Linked DNA regions of Mus musculus: all the other regions are linked to region 1. A link is a contact called in public HiCAR-type and promoter capture Hi-C data. All regions are on one chromosome and are shown on one strand. Each heading gives the region's core, a stretch centred on a gene start, on an enhancer-like site or on the middle of the called end of the contact. The rest is flanking DNA. Distances are from core to core; before and after follow the strand shown. Region 1 holds the start of Chchd6 (coiled-coil-helix-coiled-coil-helix domain containing 6). Region 2 holds the start of 4933427D06Rik (RIKEN cDNA 4933427D06 gene). Region 3 has its middle 23 kb from the start of Gm839.

The links. Promoter capture Hi-C pulls out the DNA fragments that hold promoters and counts their contacts. HiCAR-type assays count read pairs that join an accessible place to other places.
Region 2: a contact with region 1 is called in a HiCAR-type map of astrocytes, with 4 times the contacts expected there. The contact joins the promoter of 4933427D06Rik here to the promoter of Chchd6 in region 1. A contact is called at or near these places in 10 of 39 promoter capture datasets (the 3T3-L1 cell line, the C10 cell line, cranial neural crest and 5 more), 1 of 15 datasets of contacts at CTCF or cohesin (large pre-B cells), 2 of 484 Hi-C or Micro-C datasets (bone marrow-derived macrophages and embryonic stem cells), 3 of 115 datasets of contacts at active chromatin or transcription factors (astrocytes, embryonic stem cells and large pre-B cells) and 1 of 9 other capture datasets (macrophages).
Region 3: a contact with region 1 is called in a promoter capture Hi-C map of neural stem cells. The contact joins the enhancer-like site here to the promoter of Chchd6 in region 1. A contact is called at or near these places in 3 of 39 promoter capture datasets (embryonic stem cells, neural stem cells and stem cell-derived epiblast-like cells), 1 of 484 Hi-C or Micro-C datasets (bone marrow-derived macrophages), 2 of 115 datasets of contacts at active chromatin or transcription factors (the 230-238 cell line and fibro-adipogenic progenitors) and 3 of 9 other capture datasets (adipose tissue, liver and macrophages).

The regions. Positions count from the first base shown.
Region 1 is chr6:89,593,942-89,597,304 of GRCm38.p6, reverse strand. Chchd6 (coiled-coil-helix-coiled-coil-helix domain containing 6) reads left to right here and starts at 1,653. Exons shown (of 8, transcript NM_025351.3): 1 at 1,653-1,846. The coding sequence starts at 1,760.
Region 2 is chr6:89,094,291-89,097,653 of GRCm38.p6, reverse strand. It overlaps 4933427D06Rik (RIKEN cDNA 4933427D06 gene), which reads right to left and starts at 1,544. Exons shown (of 4, transcript NR_134978.1): 1 at 1,420-1,544.
Region 3 is chr6:89,237,900-89,241,262 of GRCm38.p6, reverse strand. No RefSeq gene overlaps it. Among named protein-coding and RNA genes, the nearest start is that of Gm839, 23 kb to the right of the region's middle. Within about 2 kb of position 1,607, at least 53 of the 459 cell types and tissues checked have an H3K27ac peak or open chromatin away from gene starts, as enhancers often do. A contact at or near this core is called in neural stem cells, where this site is marked.

The DNA of each region.
Region 1 (3,363 bases), core at 404-2,903:
TCGTTAGTCAATACGGGTCCTGACTTTTGGCTGAGAGGGAGAATGAACCAGAACCGAGTCAGTTCCTGGGACAACTGGCTGAGAGAGATAACAAACTCTGAATTGGGCTAGTTTCTGAAATTCCTGACCAAAAATGGTAAAACTAATATAGCAAGCAATCAGAAATTGTATTAATGTAACTGCCATACACCTAGCTAATCATGTTAGAGATTACTTAACCCTTTCAGCAAACTCCACTAGCCCTGATTAAGAAGAGCTCCTCTTCTGGTCACCATTTTGATGAATGATTGACCCACGCATGCTGGTTGTTTTTGCAGAATAAATATTGTTTGCCTTTACATACTGTTTGAGTCTGGGGCCTTCCTTCAGTGATTCTCAGACTCTAACACTTGCAACATGTTATGGCGGTTTAAATAGGAATGGCTCCCATAGACTCATGTGTTTGAATACTTGGTCCATAGAGAATGAATGGTGGCACTACTGGGAGGTATGGCCTTGTTGGAGTAGGTGTGGCTTTGTTGGAGGAAGTGTGTCACTGGGGTGGTATGGGTTCTGAGGTTTCAGAAGCTCAAGCCATCTTACTTCCTGCTGCCTGTCAACCAGGATGCAGAACTCTCATTCCCTCCTCTAGCACCATACCAGTCCTAGGGTTTTTTTTTTTTTTTTTTTTTTTTTTTTGGACAGGGTTTCTCTGTGTAACAAGCCCTCCTGGACTCTCTTTGTAGACCAGACTGGCCTCAAACTCACAGGCCTGTTTCTGCCTGTTTCTGCCTCCTGAGTGCTGGGATTAAAGGCATGGGCTACCACACCAGGCTAAATATTTTTCTTTCTAAGAGTCACCCATGGTGTCTCTTCATAGCAATAGAAACACTAAGAAACATGCCTTTGTTTCACAAGAGGTTAAGACTAACTAGTTATATTTTGTGTCTATTTGTCTCCCATACCCCACCCCTCCTCAAATTTGGAAACCCCTTATCCTTGACCTATAAAAATCTTTTCTACCTCAAAGTCTGACCTCTTGAACTCCATCTTAGGAGAAGACAGCCTATGTACAAGAATTAAAAGTTTGTTTTAATTAACTTGCCCAGGATGGTTTGGGCCGGTGGTCTTTCTCCTCCCATCATTGGGATTAACAGTTGGTCCCTAGCATAGTACTTTCTCTATCATCTCATGGCAAACTACACTCACCTTTAGGTCTTAAAGGCTCCATTTGTGTAAAGGCTCCATCTGTGAGGTTGCCACAATTTATTAATTTGTCTCGCGGTATTACAGTGTCGTTTCCCTTGCACTACAGTAGATTCACTTGTGTTTGAAATTTGTTTCTTTCATGACTCAAGCAGGTTACATGGGGTGGCTCAGTACAAGTCTGCTGAATGCTTAACATGAACATAGATCATTAACAGTTGTCTTAGCATCCTTGGTAGTTTATTCTTAGAACACGACTTTTACTTTGCTTCAGGGATAAGATTTATAAGAAACCATGACCTTGTCTCAGCGTCTATTTGGCTGGCCCTCTGTCCAATTTTCCAGCCCACAGGTACCCCTACCTCAGAGAGCCACGCCCCCTTCCAGAGCTTTTTAATGGCGCCAGAATGCTGGACTACAAATCCCACAGGGCAACGCGCGCCAGCCCCAGCAGCCAATAGAGCGCAGTGTTGCTGGCCTGTGTCCCGAGTGACGAGCGTAGGCCGCTGAGCAGCGTCGTCCTGGTTGCTGTGGAGCCGGCTCGCGTGGCCTCACGCCCTGCCCGCCTCCTGTCATGGGCAGCGCCGAGAGCGCCGAGGCCCGAAGGGTGTCCTTCGAGATGGATGAGGAGGAGCGGGTCCGGGTGCTGCAGGGCATCCGGGTGAGCGGCGCGGCGGGAGGGCGCGGGCCGGAGGAGCGTGCGGGCGGGAATGGGAGCCGCCGTCCCGGGGACCAGATACATGGGGCCGCTGGCACTCGGGGGCAGCCGGCCGCCTCAAGTCATTTTCCACCGCCTTGGCTCTCTCGGTTCCGGATTTGTTCCGTGCTCTACCCGGTTTCACTTGTCTTGTGCTTCTCGTTGCGTGTGCTGCAGCACGTTTTGAAAGTGTTCTTCCATTTCCAATCTTGTTCACGTGCCTTTCTCCGTGAGGCAGCAAAAGGAGAGTTTCAGCTACTGTGTATTAGGTCATATGCCTTATCCGCTCTTCAACTAAAAACCTACAGTTGGTCCTTACCACGTCGAACAGGAGGAATAGCCTCACTTGGCTTTTACAAGATGTGCTGGTGCCCACTGACCTTCCCATCCCTTTCCTGGCCTGTTTCCTCATCTTCATAAGATACTTATTTTTGCCTCAGGACCTCCTTGTTCTTCCTAGAAGATCCCAGGTGTTCGATGTTTCTTCAGTTATCGTTAACCTGGCTGTCTTCTTGTTACAGCTCAGGTGTCATCCAAGAATCCTTCCTTGACCACAGTCTCAAGCGACTTCCCACACTACTGCCACACATTTATGATTTTCTCAGCATCCAACACAGTTTGAAACAAATTGTGTTTATTGTGTTTCCCATTAGAGCTCTAGCTGATAGCTTGGCTGAAGTTCTTGTGTAATTCATGACTTTATCACCGGAACTTACAAGAATAAAAGCTCCTGTTTTATTTCAGACTGGCAGCTCTTTACAGGTATTATTTAATTTTTCAACCAATCAATGAGCAGTAGAATTGTTAGTACCTCTTCCTCTGTTTTGTTTTGAGACAGGGTCTCAATATTAAGTCAGGCTGGCCCAGGACTCTGTGTCTGCTTGTCTCATGAGTGCTAGGATTAAGGAGGGGCATATACCACCAAAAGTTTGATTAGTCCATTTTGTAGCTTATGGGGAACTGAGGTCCTATTGGCATAAGTTGTCCAAGGTCACACAGGTAACAAAGTAGGAGACCCAAGACTATAAAGTAGGTCAGCTCCAGAGCTGTTTGTTAAACTTCTTGCTAGACTTTCTTCTATACCTGTGCATGGCACTTAGTGTGTACTTGGTCGATAATTGTTAAGTAATTACATGAGTGAACTCAATGAAATAAATCAAACTTCAAACAAAATGCTCTGAGTTGGCTCTAGGTGAATTAGAGAGTAGATTCAGAAAAAGACTTCAGAGGGTCTGACATCTGAACTCCTTAATAGAGCTATTTTTTATTTAGCTTACAAGAGCTATTTTTTGAGTTTTACTTGGGGAGTGGAGAGAGAGAGAGAGAGAGAGAGAGAGAGATAGAGATATGGTGGGAGGTTATCCTGGGTACTATCAAGGATCAGATGAAGATGTGTGTGAAGCAATGGAGAAGACATGAGGGATGCTTTGTGGGGGGCCTCAGAATGTGCAGCATGTCAGGAGCTGACCAGCTGGAATCGT
Region 2 (3,363 bases), core at 295-2,794, 500 kb after region 1:
TGCTTATGTGAGGACTCTGCCATCACCTTCCCAAGGTCCCACGCTACGCAGGCTGCATACCACCTGACTGAGGCAGAGCTTGCGAAGCCCCTCCCTCACCAAGAAACCCTTCTTTTTCTATTCTGTAACTGGGGAAGTCACTCCTCTCCTGAGAGCAGAGTATTTAAGTTGGAAGACCTGTCTGGAAAATCAGTCTGCTGTCCCCAGGGAGTCATTTAGTTACTTACATTGGCATCGACTTGTGGATATGCATTCTGTACTGTGTTATAATCCAACACCTACCTGAAATACTTTGCTAATTATTATCATTATTAAACTCATTATTAGCAATCAGTAGTTAACTATCTGGCTGTTCCAAGACTCCAGCCCTCACTACTCAAGCTGTCAGTTAGAAGCTGGGTCCTTGTGTGCTCTATGGTGACAGTCAGTTCTCCAACCTCTGGTTCTTGTCCCATTTTCTCTCCAAAAATGGAGTGGGCTGACAGTGGTGGGAAAACAAGGAGAACTTCCAGCTAGAAGTGGATTAAAGACACACACCTCTACTCTGTGGTGGTGGTGATGGGGGCATCCCTTGAGTTCCTGACCAGCTTGATCTATATAGCGAGTTCTAGGCCAGTCAGGGAAACATGGAGATACCCTGTCTCAAAGAAAGGTTTTGTTTGTTTGTTTTGTTTTTGTTTTTCACTTTCCACAAAGGAGTAATGGCTCAAATAGGAAAAAAAAAAAAAAAAAAAAAATTGAACAAGACTACAGAAACTGAAGCTGGGCAATGGTGGCGCATGCCTTTAACCCCAGCACTTGAGAGGCCGAGGCTGAAGGATTTCTGAGTTCGAGGCCAGCCTGGTCTACAGAGTGAGTCCCAGGACAGCCAAGGCTACACAGAGAAACCCTGTCTCGAAAAACCAAAAAAAAAAAAAAAGAAAGAAAGAAAGAAAGAGAAAAAGACGAAAGAAAAAGAAACTAAGAAAGAAAGAGAAAAAGACGAAAGAAAAAGAAACAAAAAAGAAAGAAAGAAAGAGAGAGAGAGAGAAAGAAAAAGACGAAAGAAAAAGAAACTCTGAGCCGCTCGATGAAGGTGGATATCAACCAAGAGATGTGACTCGTGCTAGTCTCTGTACTTTCTTCGGCCATCAGGGAGTTAGTTAAGGGATCAAAGGGTCTCAGGATGCTGACCTAGGGCATTCCCCTCAGAGCAAGTCTACAGAAAGCTCGGAGAGTGGCAGGTTTCCCCTCATTGGCAGATCCCTAAGGCTTGAGTTCCCTTGAGTAAGTTCCCTAGAGTGAGTCCCCTTGGGTTTAAATAAGGAGTGGGTCTCTGACGCTGTGGAGACAAGGAAAAATTAACAATTACGAGAAAAAAAAAACAAACCAAACAAACAAACAAAAAAGCAGCCCTCAAGGCAAGAAGGAATTCCCTACCTGGGAAGAGGAGGAGGAGGAGCAGCGGCAGCTCAGCTAGAGAGAACTTGTGCCTGAGTGAGCTTCCGGTGAGTCTGCCCTAGCGAAAGGGAAGTCCTCCGTGCAAGGAGAGCGGGATTCCAACTGGACTGAGGAGAACGGTGTATGCCTTGTTAAATAGCGCCCATTGACTGTGATTGGCTACGCGTGCGCACATACAAATGAGGCATAAAATGGGACCAATCAGGAATGGGCTGAGAAAGCCCACCGAAACCTGAGACTGTCCTCAATTAGGTCCACCATTTTCTCCCTTTCCCCCACCTCAATGTTGCCGCGGAGTTGGGGAAAGTGGAAGGACAAAGTCCAGGAGTCCTTTCAACGCAGAGGGTCTTCTCATGGGTTCGGGTTCTGATTTGCCAACGGAATTCGAAGCAGCCTGGTGGGCACCTGGAGCCCGACCTTGTTTCTGTCAGAGCCTGCTTTCTAGGCTGACTAGAGCCCTGGAGTCATGGCTGTGGGCTCTCAAGCAGCCTGCTGCCTTCGGGGGTTCTTGGTTGGGTTCCATCAGCCAGCGATTTGTACTTCATACCTCTTGTAGTAGGCAACTGGTTGTCAGAATGGTGGTAGGTCTGCTTGCTGGGGCCGTGAAATCAGAGGGGTATAGTGGGAAGCTAGAGGTTGGTATTCACTATGCAAGAGTCTGACTGCCTTCACACCCGGGGTTCTCAGCCCTGCTGCTCGGATCTCAGATGGCTCCTGGGAGTCCTGCTACTGCTGCTGTCACCTGCTAGGGTTGACATGGAGGCCATTACTACCCCTATCACTACGGCCCACGGGACTTTATATTTTGTTTGGTTCCAGCCCTCCGTTGCCACCCCACCCCCACCCCATCCTCCCTGGGTGTTTGCGTTTTTTTCTAGAATTGGACACACATTCTCCTCGCCCTGCTGAGTTTGACATTTTGACCGTATACCACTGGACCATCATGGAACCGGGAAAGTCCCGCCCTGGTGCCGGTTCACAGTGTGACGTTTGTGGGTTTCAGTGTATTCCATCTAAGAGATTTTTACCCACTCCAAAGCTAAGAAGAGTAACCTAAGGTGCTGGTGTGTGCCCAGAGGCACAGTTCTTGTGAGGCTGAACGGGAAAGAACACAAATTGAAAACTGCACAGCAAGATTCCCGTCTCAAAGTGAACAAGCAAACAAAGGGTTTCTAGAAGTTTTTACCTTTAGTTCAGTGATCAGTTTTTGACATTAAAAAAAAAAAGAAAGAAAACCCAAACAGACTTCTAGTTTATTCTAACATCGTTTGTTGAAATCACTGCTGTTTCTTTTCATGAAATTGTTTTAAATTTTAGATGAAAAATTAAGTTCAGTTTTCAAAATAAATCCATAAATGGCATGCCACTCTACAGTGGTGGGCTGGACCTTGGATTAGTCACTTTGCTGATGCTGTAATAAAACACCCATGACCAAGGCAACTTACAGAAGAAAAAGTGTATTTGGGCTTATGGTTCCCGGGGGATAAAAGTTATTGTTTCCTCTGGGAACCTCCTACGTGGTGCTTTCACCATCACTCTCAGCACTACTTAACTCCCAGCACCCTTTAAAGTATTTTTAGATTTATTTTATTTCGTGTGTGCTAGTGTTTTGCTTCATGCATGTATGTGTACCATGACTGGTGGCCTCACAGGTCTAAAGAGGGCGTTACATCCCCTAGAACTGGAGTTACCAATGGCTGTGAGCCACCATGCATGTTCTGAGAACTGAACCCGGGTCCTCTGCAAGAACAGCAGGTTCTCTTGACTGTGAGCCATCTCTCCAGCCCCATCTTCATGGCCCTGTTCTTTAAGCTCTGCAGTCAGGGCATTGGTTTAGCATGGCAACAGGAACAGGAAACTGAGGGCCACAACATTAGGAGAGGGAACTGGAAATGCCACAGGTTCTTTAAACTCCTAAGGCCT
Region 3 (3,363 bases), core at 358-2,857, 360 kb after region 1:
ATCTTTACCATCATTTCTTGCTCTTTGAGTTCTAATCACACAAAGGAAGCAATCAACCTCGTTTGGGGCTATGTGCAGCATGGGTCAGCCACCCTGCAGAAATCATGAGGAGCAAGAGACTATGTGTCAACAATTTTTGGAAAAGAGGTCTTTTCTGGGCAGAGGTCAGGTAGGGTGGATGAGTGGGGGTGTGTGAAGACAAGGAACAGCGTCATTCAAGGGGGATTAGGGTATTTATTGGGTGAAAGCCGGAGGCAATGGAAGGAACAGGTTTCCATGTGGAAGCTGTGCCTTAGCAATTGCTGATTAGACAGATGGACTGAGATAAGGAGAGCGTTCTTTCTTAGTCATATTCTTTGATACCAGGAGCTTTACTATCGCCAGAGAGAAGAAGGCTCTCTTCAGTGTAGCCAGAGTTTAGAAACAACACACAGGGCCACAGCTTTCCTACATAGACCACCTCATCTACACTCTTACACCCAGCACTTCCTCCACTGGGTTCCTGGATTCCCACCACCTGAATAACCCAGTGTCCGAAATCATCAGGCAGAGATGGCCCCTGTTCTACTAGCCCCTTGCCCATCCCTGCTCATCCCCTCCCTGTCCTTTCTGCAGGTGCCACAGCCCTGCATATCCACATGCCCCACCCCCTACCTACCTGGTGCAGCCCTGTCCTTCTTTTGTGGCCCTAATGCTGTGAAGGAAAAGTGGGGCACGGCCATCTTTCCTTCAGTGGCAGTCCTCTGACCTGTGGCTCTCACCACACCTGAATAATAATGACAGCATATCGTGAAATGCTCACAGTTTTGAAGACACCCGAGGGTGCTTGTCAACCTCCTTCCTTGCCAGCCAGCCACCTCCTGTGGTTAGAGGAAGAAAGGCAGAGGAAGCCCACGCTGGGGTAGCAGTGACAGTCCACACCTCCCCTCCTGCTGGTACCTCCCCATTTCTTCTGGAAGGAGAGTGTTCCTATAGCAACCCAGTGAATAACAAACAGTAGCCACTCCTTTTCTCCAACAGGTGGATCCAGCTAGAATGGATGATGGATAAACAAGGGATGAAGAGGTTTGCTTTAGCCATAGCTACATCTGAAAGCAATCCAGGAAAAAAAAAAAATCACACGTGCTCAACTTTCTCCTAGCTCCTTACAGTGACTACTGGCTTTCTCTCAGGAATCTGTCTTATTGTTTGCTTGATGGACATTTCTGTTTCTCCTATGATACTCCCACACATATGCTCTTAGGTGCCAGTGTGGGCAGTCCTGGGTGATCTTTCCCTACCCCCCACGTAGAGCTGTGTACAGTCCTGCATCATCTTTCTCTACCCCCACATAGAGCCATGTACAGTTCCAAGTGATCTTTCTCTCCCCCCACGTAGAGCTCAATGGTCTCCTGGCTGATGATTTAACACTTGAGTGCTGTCATCAGGGGAGCTTGGTGGGCTCTGCTCCAGCTGCTGGGCACAGCTGCCTGGCTGGAGTTTCAGGGCCAGGTCTGACATGCCATGAGTGGCTTGCCAGATCCCAAGGAGGGCAGCCGAGGGCACAGCCAAGCCAGCAGGCCAGGCACCTCGGGTGGCGGGCAGCCAGGCCAGGCCAGAGCCGTTCCAGGCAGCCCACGGCCAGCTGCTTGTGGTTATATTTAGCCAGGGACAGCAGGACGCTGGGGCTCCCCAGGCCAAGGGACCATACGCTGCCTAAGTGGTCCTTGGCATTGGACATGTGAGATTGTTTTCCATTTTGAGGACATTATTTTAAAATGTTTCCATGAGGGGAAAGGGAAGAAGGGAAAGAAAGCTGATCTGGAAGAAGAGGTCTAAAAGAAATGCAGCAGCAACAACCGCAAATCCTTGTTTGCATTCCGACGGTTGCTGCCGCTGCTGAACTAACTCCAAAGAGATCACTGGAGACATCTGGGAATTCGCACACAGGCTGAGAATTAAACGATATTAAAGAATTATTAATTCTGTTGAGCGTGATGATACTGAGATTAGATGTCTTAAACTCCTTATCTGCCAGAGACACAAATTGAAATATTTATGATAAAATGGTCCGATGACGTATGAGGCTCACTTGCCACACGGATCGTGTGTACGGGAGTGTTGGGGGTGGAGGCACACCGGCTGTGGATGCTGCCTCCAAGCTGCGGCTGGCACACATTCGTTATTCCTGTCTCTCTACTTTTGTGTGGAGTTGACATTTTCCGTAATCAATGCTAAAAAGTGCTTCCACCCGTATATTCTCGCCTGAGGCTTTTTCTCCCTGCGTCCTTTTTGCCTTGCTTGCTCAGAGAGAATTCCCAGGGGTGGAATTACTGGAGCTGGGAGTTTCATGATTTCCTCCCCCACTCTGGACATGTGCTGGCAGGTCGGGCATCCACAGGACGATGAGGACTCTGTGCTGATCCTGGGGCACCCAGGGTCCCTGCACAGCAACAGAGCTGACACCCACTCAATTCTTCACACCATGAGGTCACTCAATATAAAACTGACATGGCATTCGGCACTTGACCCCCAGCTCCGGATGAAGGGTGAGGGCAGGGCACGTTCACTAGGCCCTAAGACCCTACAGGAGCTTTGGTTTGGAAAATGCTTCATGACCCACTGGTGACCCTTGTCTTTCCTGATGCAAATCTGTGTATTGTCCTGCTAGTTTTCAGTTTTTATATTCTTTTAATTTGCATATGGACTCTGGAAAGATGGCTTAGTGGGCAAAGTGCTTCCTATGGAAGTATAAGGACTGAAACCTGAGTCCCCAGAACCCACATCTATGCTGGGTGTTTCTTGGAAGCTGCCATAACCCTAGGCTCCAGTGGCAGAGATAGAGGATGCCCTGGGCAAGCTGCTAGCTAGACTAACTAAACCAGCAAGCTCTGGGTTCAGTGAGAGGCTCTGTCTTAGTAAATAAAGTGGAGGAAAACATCCTACACCAGCCTCTGGTTCACACACACACACACACACACACACACACACACACACTTGAAAAAAATAGCATGCAGTCAGGAAGCTCTATTTTTACAGCCTTACCTTTCCATCATCTCTGTCTTTTCAGTTTTGAGATGGGCATTTGTGCTTCCAAATATGGACACTGACACCAACTGTGCCTCGGGTAATTGAGTCTACAGTGCAAGGTAGCCATTCCTAGTCCTGTCCCTTCCCCTTCCCCAAATTGATCTCTAGTGAGCTCAGCATCACGGAGCAAGTGCTTTCTGTACTTAACTCTTGACCACGAGTGATTCACTCTCCACATCCAGCAGGCTGAGTCTTTCCCTGCAGCCTCGGCTCTTTGTGTGAGCACACATAACTTTAGTCCCAGCTACAGAAGCCTGTGCCCCACATCTGACCATCCTAGCTTCAGGTATCACC